Linked DNA regions of Mus musculus: all the other regions are linked to region 3. Evidence: chromatin contacts called from public HiChIP or PLAC-seq data. All regions are on one chromosome and are shown on one strand. Each heading gives the region's core, a stretch centred on a gene start, on an enhancer-like site or on the middle of the called end of the contact. The rest is flanking DNA. Distances are from core to core; before and after follow the strand shown. Region 1 has its middle 9.0 kb from the start of Gm4262. Region 2 holds the start of Zc3h7a (zinc finger CCCH type containing 7 A). Region 3 overlaps Clec16a (C-type lectin domain family 16, member A).

Region 1 (3,288 bases), core at 540-3,039, 340 kb after region 3:
TAAAATCCTTAACTTTATTTCCTACCCCTAACATATATATCTGCCCCAGCATCCTATCAAGTCCCAGTGCTTCCTGGAGACCTGCATCCAGGGCAACTCCGAAGCAGTTACCCACAGGTGCTCCAGTCTAGCCTCACAAAGAGTTCCAACTGGGCCTTTACATCCCTAGACCCAGATGGTCCTGCAGAACTTGGACAGCATCCAACTCTTACCAACCTTGGCCAGCATTCCAGATTTTGGGCCCCCAATAACAATGCCCCAACGTCAGCAGGAAGTAGTCATAGACGATTATGTCATTCTTATTCATTTATTATCGACAAAAGGCTGGGATGTTGTGAGTCAGACCAGGGACAAGGAACTGAGGTGCATATTTAACATACCAAAGTTCTCCCAGCATTCCTCAGTCCCTACCTGTTATGGGGCTTGGCTGGCACACCCTTACATCTACACAGAACCTTCCTCTCGTTGGGCTTCCTCTCACCCAGACACTCCCTCCTAAATAATCCAGACACTTTAGCACTTTAGTTTGCTTTTCCTGCCCTCACCTTTGCATCACTCTTCTTCTTCTTCTTCTTCTTCTTCTTCTTCTTCTTCTTCTTCTTCTTCTTCTTCTTCTTCTTCTTCTTCTTCTTCTTCTTCCTTTTCCTCTTCTTCTTCCTCTTCCTCCTCCTCCTCCTCCTCCACCTTCTTTTGTTTTTTGTTTGTTTGTTTGTTTGTTTTTTCGAGACAGGGCTTTTCTATGTAGCCCTGGCTGTCCTGGAACTCACTTTGTAGACCAGGCTGGCTTCAAACTCAAAAATCCGCCTGCCTCTGCCTCACAAGTGCTGGGATTAAAGGCGTGTGCCACTACCGCCCGGCTTGCATTACTCTTCTTCTCTTCTCTCCTCTTCTCTCCTTTCCTCTCTTTTCCTCCTCCTCCTCCTCCTCCTCCTCCTCCTCCCCCTCCCCCTCCCCCTCCTCTTCCTCCTCCTTCTTCCTCTTCTTCTTTTTCTTCTCTTCTTCTTCTTCTTCTTCTTCTTCTTCTTCTTCTTCTTCTTCTTCTTCTTCTTCCTCTCTCTCTCTCTCTCTCTCTCTCTCTCTCTCTCTCTCTCTCTCTGTCTCTCTCCATGATTTCTCTTCTCTTCCCTTCCCCTCTGTCTCCCTCAGTATGGGGATTTCACTGACTCCCTCCTATGTGGTCAGTGAACTTAACAGAGAGCTGCTTTTACATTTAATTTGGTCTAAATTGGCTCATTTAGTTAGTGGAGATAACTTATCAATATCTAGCTCAATCTGAAGGTCAGATAAACAATTTCTAGTACCACATTTGCCTCCATGTGACATATAATACACTTAAAAAGCCATTTGCTGCCCATCAGACATTTAGGCATAGCTGAGGAATCTAACCTTGCCAGGAAATACCTGTAAATCTGCAGCTAATTAAGAACAAAGTCCCACTCCCCCACGTTGTGGAGACAGCAACACACACACACACAGACACACACACACACACACACACACACGAGTCTCTCTGTGGGCTCATTCCTTCCCCTGATAGTTGTAGAGTCACCAGGTGGCCAGTCACAAAAGGTGGTTAATGCCTGGCATCAACAGGGAAGGATGAGGAGTCTGAGACAGAAGACACCACTTGTTCTGAAGCCAATCTTTCGTAGGTTCTGCCCAGCCCAGACTTCCACCCTGGGCTGCTTCTGAAAGTCAGGTCATGTGACGTTGCAGGATACATGTGACACAGGCATTCGGGGGCTTTTGTGGGGAATCCACTGGAGAGGGCAGGCTCCTCCCTGTCTCTGGACACAAGGGAAACGGGATGGTAATAAGCCCAGGTCTGGCCCCCAAGCTTCAGCAGGCCACACCCTAGTCGTCACACCCACATCTCTGTGATGCTAACCCTGAGAGGGACAGAAGGACATGTTTACAATTCCACTGGAAGCCAGGCTAGATCCAAACGTTCAGCTGATAGCTCTGAGCTGCCCTCCTAGTGGCTTCTCAAGCCTGCAGCCCTGGTCTCTGGAGGCACGCTGGGGTACTTTTAGCTACAAAAGCTGTTCTGCACTGAGCAGCATCAGAGCCTTCCTCCCAGGAGCTACTGTGGCAACCAGACAGGAGCCACCCAAAACACTGCTCCAGCCCCTTTGGCTGTCAGACTATTGAACAATGGTCCCCCCACCCCCAAACTGGAATTTCCCCAGGAATTTCTGGTGGGAGGAAGGGCCGATGCGGGTGCAGCCTGAGGAACTTGTCTCCCAGGAAGAGATTTTACGTGGTTCTGAACTTGTCAGACCACCTTCATGAGGTCCTGGGGCCAAGATGCTCAGAGATGCTCAGCCACGCAGGCATTTAAACCTAACCCTTGGGTCAGGATCCTGAAGGAACCTGGAGGTTGGGGAAGTCACCTCTTCCTGACATGGCCTCATCGCCTATAAACCTCCTGTCTCTGCTGTCCACTGTTCCGCGTCTGTTTGGCCTGTAGAGGATGGGAGGCCCAGCCTAGCATGTGAGGGCTGCCCAGCCCCAGGCTCTGACCCTGACTCCAGTGCCTCTAGCAGCCCAACAAGTTCTTAGCTGTTTGGGCTTTTACAGTGCTGGGGACAGAACGGAGGGCCTTCTCTAGGGCAGGCACTGGCTCTGCCAGGGAGCCACACCTGGTAAAAGAGCCCTCTGGCTGGACATTGGTTCCTGGGAGGTCTCCTGATGAGGGTGCTTCAGAAGCCCCTGGGGGCTGGCAGTCAGGGAAAGCTTCCTGGGGGAGGCTACTCTTTTTTATTTTTTTTGGTTTTTCGAGACAGGGTTTCTCTGTGTAGACCAGGCTGGCCTTGAACTCAGAAATCTGCCTGCCTCTGCCTCCCAAGTGCTGGGATGAAATGCCCAGTTGGGAGGCTACTCTTGACATCTCAACCTTAGTAAAGAGCAAAGGAGCAGCAAGGCTGTTGCCACTGGAGAAAACGGCAAAGCTTTCCTCTCTGGTCCAAGTACAAATGCTGATCCTGTGTACAGATAATGAGCACCACAGCAGCACCGCAGATGCCTGAAGAGTGCTCCTGCTCTGTGAGTGCTCCCGCACTGTGAGTTCTACCATGATTCTTCTGTACAGCATAAACACTGCCTCCTTATTTACCTGTATGTAGTAACCCCGCCCCTTCCACCCAACCCAGCTTCTCTTTGTGTCTGCCTGTGTTTGTCATTTCTTCACATTCTCACAGAGCCCAGTCAGGGCAAGTCCCTGCAGCAGTATGTGCATGTATCACCAAGGTCTGGAGGACCCTGTTGGTGGCTCAGAGCCACCTTGTA
Region 2 (3,360 bases), core at 2-2,501, 500 kb after region 3:
AAGAAACTGGACAGATTGTTTTAATTCTAACGTAGCCACAACAGGTATCACCTCAAGTATATAACACACTGCTTGCTAAACACTGGCTGATTTAAGCATAGGAGTTTACCAAGGAGATCTTTTTCGTTCTTTTTCTTCCTCCCAAACGAAATCTTTCAAATCAGACTTTAAAACTGAAACCGGAGTGGGGCGGTGGTGGCACGGCTTTTAAATCACAGCATTCGGGAGGTAGGGGAAAGCAGATCTCTAAGCTCAAGTCCAGCCTGGTCTACAAAGTAAGTTCCAGGGCAGCCAAGGCTAAACAGAGAAATTCTGTCTCGAAACAAACATACAAACAAACAAACAAATTGAAACCAAAAGTGAATCTCAATTCTTGCCACATTCCAGTGCTCGACCACCCCACTTTACCAGTGGCCACATTACCATCGGACAGCGCAGGTCTACACCAGACCCTCTTGGTCTTAAATACCTAACACTATGACCCTCTTTGATCCCTTAACATCTGGGGACCCAAAAAACGCCCAACCCCGGAATAAATTCACCCAGTCAGAGCGCAGGCACCACCCCTTGGGCCCAGCTAGGACCTTCCAACCTGACCACACCCCTGCGCTGACTACCCCTAACCGGAAATTCCCGCTAATGGGAACTGACAGGTCTCCATTCTTTAAGGGTGGGGAAAGGAAAACCGAGAACCCTCGTACAGTCTCCGAACCCCGGCCGAACACCGGAAGCCAGTCGCCACCCATACGCGGGGTGGGCCGCGCATAACACCCGCAAGGGGCGAACCCGACACCGGCGAGCGCGCACTCAGCTGGCGTCGCGAGCGTCCCCAAACCGAGACACTTACTAACACGGACGCCCCGCGATCACCCAGCACCCAGGAATAACGAAATGCTAAACCACCAAAAGCTAGTGCGTGGATGTCGGCCAGGCAGTCCAGGTGGCAGGGGCCGCCGCGCGTGCCCGGATTACGACTCCCGAGGAGCCCGTGCAGCCGGTTCGGGGGTCCGCGCCCCTCCCCCGCCTGAAGTCCGTTAACGGCCGCGCGTGCTCACGAAGCGACGCGGCGCACGCACGCGATTGGAAGAGCGCGACCCTGCCCGCGACGCCCGCGCGTCCCCTTCCCTCACCTGCGGGGCGGCACCCAGGAGCCGAGGGGCGCGGAGTGCGGAGGCGACAGCGGGATGTGCGTTCACCGGCTCAAGAGCTCTCACAGTCTCGCAGCTTCCCTGGGCGACCCACCGCAGCTGCCAGCCCGCGACGCTCGGGGCGGCGCCCTCTGGCGGCGGGAGGCCTCGCGCGCCGCCCCGCAAACGCTACCATTGGCTGCGTTGCCAGTGTCAGCCCGGGGTTGGAGGCGCCACGTCGGGGCCTCGGGGCTGCGGAAGCGGCGGCGATAGGCGGAACCCTGGGCGGCCACACGGAAGGGGGTGAGAGACCGCAAGCTCTTGAGCCCAGCATCATCGCCCTCTCCCACACCGCTTGGATACCAAAGTAGGACTGGAAGGAGACCTAGATTCATCTGGGCACCAGGGTGTCACTTCCTTCGGAATCTGTTCTCTGCAGTAACTTATCCTGAGCGTCCTGCTTTGCATTCCGATACTGTTACCGTCACCCTGAAAACAGCCATACAGTCGTGTCCTTTCAAATGAATGACAGGCATAGGGACCCGCGTTGAACAGGGAGGTGACCTAAACTCATTCGGACGCCGGAGCGTCACTTCGGAACTTGTCCTCAATTCCCTATCCTACTCGCAGTCACTGTTTTTATCATCTTGAAAACAAAATGCGGTATTTTTGCAAATGAATGTAGGGACGGATCTCAGAGCCAACACAAGCTCTTGTTCTCCCTGGCCTTCATCTCAACTTATATGTCGCTGTATTCACCGGTGTTTCAGTGGTCAGGTGTACATTACCCCAGACAGAACAATGTAAGGCTGAGTCCCTGCGACTGGAGATGTGAAAAGTGCTCCAAGTCAGGGCAGTAGAAGGGAGAGTGCTTCCAGGCAGTGGGAAAGATCCTGAGCCTAAGTTGCTGAGGGACAGGGAAGACAAAGTGTGTGTGTAGAAAGCTCAAAGAGGATGAGCCACTGCATGAAATTTGGAATTCAGTGTCTGAGATGGAAATTACAAGGTCTAATTTGCAGTTTTAGAAAGTTTCTTCATGCCGTTGGGCGGATATATAGAAAGGACAAGCAGAAAAGTGAAAGGGGTTGAGGATGTAACTTAGTTGTCAAAGTGCTTGCCTAGCCTTGAGTTTGATTTCCAGCACCAAATAAACTGGATATGGTGGGGTACCCTTGTCATAGCAGTACATGGGGGTGGGGGGGGGGGGATAGGAGTTCCAGGTCTTCTTTGGCTATGAAGCAAGAAATACCCAGGTCCAGGACCACTGGGGACAGAGGGAAAAGTTTACATTAGAAGGAAGACACTGAGATGCACTCTGTCTGGACCCAGAGTGCTACTGTAAGCTCAGGAAGTCGTCAGTACTGGGCCAGTACAAAGTGAAACTTGATGAGAATGTATGGACTTCCTGTTGTTCCTGTACCAATGGCCTACATTTTTGTTGCCTTGAAACAACATAAACTTAAGAGTTCTAAAGGACCAGAGTCTGCAGCAGGTGTTTCACTGGTGATGTCCAGGTGCTGACGAGGCTTGTCCCTTCTGGAAACTAGTGTTGAGCTCTTGCCTCTTTTTAGCTCCTAGAGGCCTCCTGGACTCGTAGGTCATGCCTGTCATCTCCAGAGCCAGTATTTTCCTCTAAATGAGGTCTCCTTGCCACACCTTCTCTGGGTCTTTGCTTTCAGTTGTCCCTCAAAGGGCCCTGGTGATTGCATTTGAAACAAGGAGGTCCTGGATCCCACCTGGAGATTCCCAGTGATTTTCCAGGCAAGGTAGCAATAATCACAAGTTGCTGGTGATAGAGAGTAGATATATCTGGGAACCCATCATTATATGTACTGTAGGGAGCAAAGGAAAAGAAGGGCTGAGCATGGATGAACCTTCTCTAGCCTTGAAGAATACTGTGTGTTGTAAGGGTCTCTGCTTCTTTGTCTTCTATACTAGTGGGGAAGTCCCCGGCCTCTTACCTGGGTGCTGTACCGGATAGGTGCATTTGCTGAAGAACTGTTTTAGGCTCCTGCCTCCCAAGGGCTGGCATTAAAAGTTCATCACTATCCCAGTCTTTATTCTGTTTTCCATCCTCTGGTACCTTACAGAGGCCCGGAACACACAGTGTTTTATGATCTCTATGAGATTGAGGCCAGCCTGGTCTATGTAGAGTTCTAGCCAGGGCAATGGAGTGAGACCCAGTATCAAAACAACATAAACTGTCCACATGCTGACTTGCCTTAACATCAAT
Region 3 (3,280 bases), core at 102-2,601:
CATGTGTGTGCATTGGCTGTGGAAGTCAGAAGAGGGTACTGCCTCCCTTGGAAATGGAGTTACAGATAATTATTAGCCACCATGTGGGTGCTGGGAAATGAACCTGGGTCCTCTGCAAGAGGAGTCTTAACTGCTGAGCTGCCTCTCCAGCCTAGCAAGTTCATTTTTAAGAGAAGGAAAAATAGTTGAGTGTGTCAGTATTGATTATGTCGGAGGCAGGGTTTAATGATTGACAGGTCATGTGACTGGGTATAGTATTGTACTGAGGAATGCTGATTAGGTTGGGTTTATATTAACCATACCAGTCTATATCACATACTTTAAAAGTGCTGCTCTGGTGCCAGAAATTTATTGGTAGTCATTGTGAATACCAGAAATTGAAAATACAAAGCAGGAAATTTGGTTTGTGAAGTCTGTAGCTTTTGTTTAAGTCCAAAGGTGTGGCCTATCTCCACCAGAGGTCTCCCATATTTTACTGTTAATGTTTGAAGTATACTGGATTCCCACAAGCTAATTAAAAATCAGCCTGCTATGCCGGTAAGCATTCAGTCTGAGAACTAATTTCTGCCAAACAGCCATAAATGTGTCCCCTGGTATGAAATTTAGACGTTCTTTCCCATCAGAAGATAGGCATGTGGTTTAGTCTAAACCTCTTAATTTGAGAAACAATGAAACCAACTAAAGCCCACCTAGAAAGGTCATACCTTGATGGAAGCCACAGAGCCTAAGAGGCAGCACACTGGGCTGCTGGCCCAGACCCCTCAATGTCCCTACCAGACCGTCATGCTCTTGCTGGGTAAGCTCACTGTCACCTACCTCTGTGCCAGGCACTGTTCTAGCTCTTTCCATACTTCCCTGAGACCTCATTGCAACCCAACAGGCAGATCCTATGACTGTCTCTCCATTCCATAAACCCTTTTCCTATGTACATTTAGAAGAGGAAATGGGAAACAGTTTCTTCAAGAATCTTCCACACAGGACAAAAGGAAGATGTATCCCCATGTGTCCCTTTAGGAATCTGAGGCTCAGACAGGTTACCCAGAGCTGGGAAGCACCTTCCTCACCTAGAAAATGGAGAGTGGATAGAGCCTGACCACATCCTCAGGAAGGCTCAGAACTGAGATCTCAGGGTGCTTCTGAGGGGCTCTGGTCCAAGCCCCTGTGAAAGGCTGTTGGGCCACCAAGCGTGACAGCACAGCTCAGGCATTCAGATCTTTTCTTGGAAATCTGGAGTCTTCTCTTCACTACAGAGTTAGGTAACTTTATTTACTCATGCTAGGGCTGTTTTCAAAGAGGAAATTATGCAATGTGCTATGCAAATATGCCATTCTGAGAGCAGAGCAGAGATAAGTGTGGTCAGCAGGAGAGGATGAGTCTGTGTCCCTGGTGACAGGCTGCATGCTTCCTGATAAGGGGACACACCGTGCTCTACTTGGACCTCGTTTCTGGTAATTGCATTTTCAGCAAGCTGTCTCCCTGTGAAATTGGTGCTGTACTCATGGGAAAAACAAGGAATGACAATTGATTCCGAGAGCACCCTGCTCTGTAGACCTGGGCAGTTGGTAGGATAGGGGATGCTGCCCTGCTTGCATTCCTGGAAATGTGGGAATGAGAAGGGTAAAGTTCTCATTTTATCCTCTTGAAAAAAGTCTCTGGCAACTTTCCTTGGGGGAAATAAACACAGATGGGTTTTTCAGGAACTTTGAGAAACTTGTTTGCATATTTGAGTAGACAAGGCATGCTAAGTAAAAAAATAAAAAAATAAATTAAAAAAAACAAAAAACAAAAAGGAAGACCCACCTCTGGAGGAAGGTACAGCTGAGCCAGTCCAAACCTGGACACCGGGACAAGCTGCCTGACATCATTGTTCCTGGGGTATTACAGTTACCCATCCCAGGGTAGCTGCCCAGGGAGCAAACAACAGATACCTATTTGTACCTGCAGATTTCGTACTAACTCATTGTTCATGGTGGTCCTGAAACACTTGTCATACCAAGTTCCTAAAGGACTAAGAGGTAGTATCCCTACTACTCCTGCTAGGGCATCAAATGGGTATTTGTGATATGGGCATTTTATAAGCATCAGTCAAAGTGACATAAAAGCCCTTACTGGTAGAGCACTTGCCTAGCATACATGCAGCCTAAAGTCCATTGCCAGCATTGGGAAAAAATGATAGAAGTGATGGAGGGCCATGGAGATGGTTTATCAATTCAAGTGCTTGCCATGAAAGCATTAGGACCAGTGTTAGGGTCCCCACCTCCATATAAAAGCTGTTATCCCTGCTGCTGTCCAGCAAGCTGGCTCATTAGACAAGCTGAAGCTTAGTTTTAGCAAGAGACCTTGCCATAATACAAAAGGTGAAGAGTAGTGGAGAAAGATGCTTGACATCAGCTTCATGTGCACGCAGATATGTCTTCATACATACAATCATACACCTGCCACACACAAGGAAAAATATTTTCTAAGTGATAGGCTGCAGCCGGGCATGGTGGCGCACGCCCTTAGTCCCAGCACTCAGGAGGCAGAGGCAGGTAGGTGGATTTCTGAGTTCAAGGCCAGCCTGGTCTACAAAGTGAGGTCCAGGACAGCCAGGGGGATACAGAGAAACCCTGCCTCAAAAAACAAAACAACAAAACAAAAAAAAAAAAAAAAAGAAAAGAAAAGAAAAAGAAGTGAGAGGGCTAGGGCGATGGCTCCATGGTTAAAAGTGAGTTCTGCTCTTCCAGAGAACCTGAGTTCCATTCCTAGCACCCACTCCTGGCAGCTCACAGCTGCCTGTGACTCCAGCTCCAGGGGACTCCAACACTTCCGGCCTCCAGAGGCAGCAGCACTGGTGTATACACACATTCAACTAAATAAATCTGATCATATGGCACAGGCACTGTGTGTTGAACACCTTGGGTCAAACATGCTGCTGTGGCTTGTTTGCAGATTATCTAGGAAGTCAACTTTAATCCAGTGGGCCATTTGGAAATCGTTCAAGCATGCATCCAAGTTGAAAGAGTCTACAGTGAACAACACCCGTGTACCACCTACCTGCCACCACTGACTCCATTCTTTTTAATCACCTTTCTACTTCTCTACCTTCAGTCCCCGAGACCTACTGGAAATACAATTCATATGTTAGGCAAGCACTCTGTCACTAAGCTAAATCCTAAACCAGAAATAATTTTATAAAACTTATTTCAAAGCAAGTTTGAGACCATCATACACTTCTCCTTAAATACTCTAGCTCTAAGTAACTGGACTACCCCAGTTTCATCAACACAGCTGGAAGATG

What was found. HiChIP or PLAC-seq counts read pairs in DNA pulled down with a chosen protein or histone mark.
Region 1: a FOXA1 HiChIP or PLAC-seq map of pancreatic cancer cells shows a contact between it and region 3. The contact joins two enhancer-like sites. A contact is called at or near these places in 1 of 484 Hi-C or Micro-C datasets (frontal cortex) and 3 of 115 datasets of contacts at active chromatin or transcription factors (double positive thymocytes, memory CD8 T cells and pancreatic cancer cells).
Region 2: a contact with region 3 is called in a FOXA1 HiChIP or PLAC-seq map of pancreatic cancer cells. The contact joins the promoter of Zc3h7a here to the enhancer-like site in region 3. A contact is called at or near these places in 3 of 39 promoter capture datasets (liver, maxillary cranial neural crest and pre-B cells) and 4 of 115 datasets of contacts at active chromatin or transcription factors (the SCID.adh cell line, bone marrow-derived macrophages, memory CD8 T cells and 1 more).

Annotation. Positions count from the first base shown.
Region 1 is chr16:11,016,247-11,019,534 of GRCm38.p6, forward strand. No RefSeq gene overlaps it. Among named protein-coding and RNA genes, the nearest start is that of Gm4262, 9.0 kb to the left of the region's middle. Within about 2 kb of position 1,790, at least 40 of the 459 cell types and tissues checked have an H3K27ac peak or open chromatin away from gene starts, as enhancers often do. A contact at or near this core is called in pancreatic cancer cells, where this site is marked.
Region 2 is chr16:11,175,090-11,178,449 of GRCm38.p6, forward strand. It overlaps Zc3h7a (zinc finger CCCH type containing 7 A), which reads right to left and starts at 1,252. Exons shown (of 23, transcript NM_145931.3): 1 at 1,131-1,252. 4930509G22Rik (RIKEN cDNA 4930509G22 gene) reads left to right here and starts at 3,087. Exons shown (of 4, transcript NR_151506.1): 1 at 3,087-3,360.
Region 3 is chr16:10,675,555-10,678,834 of GRCm38.p6, forward strand. All of the region lies in intron 18 of Clec16a (C-type lectin domain family 16, member A), which reads left to right. It overlaps Gm15558 (a long non-coding RNA gene), which reads right to left. Exons shown (of 5, transcript XR_384655.3): 3 at 3,037-3,103. Among named protein-coding and RNA genes, the nearest start is that of Gm15558, 6.4 kb to the right of the region's middle. Within about 2 kb of position 1,352, at least 60 of the 459 cell types and tissues checked have an H3K27ac peak or open chromatin away from gene starts, as enhancers often do. A contact at or near this core is called in the SCID.adh cell line, liver and pancreatic cancer cells, where this site is marked.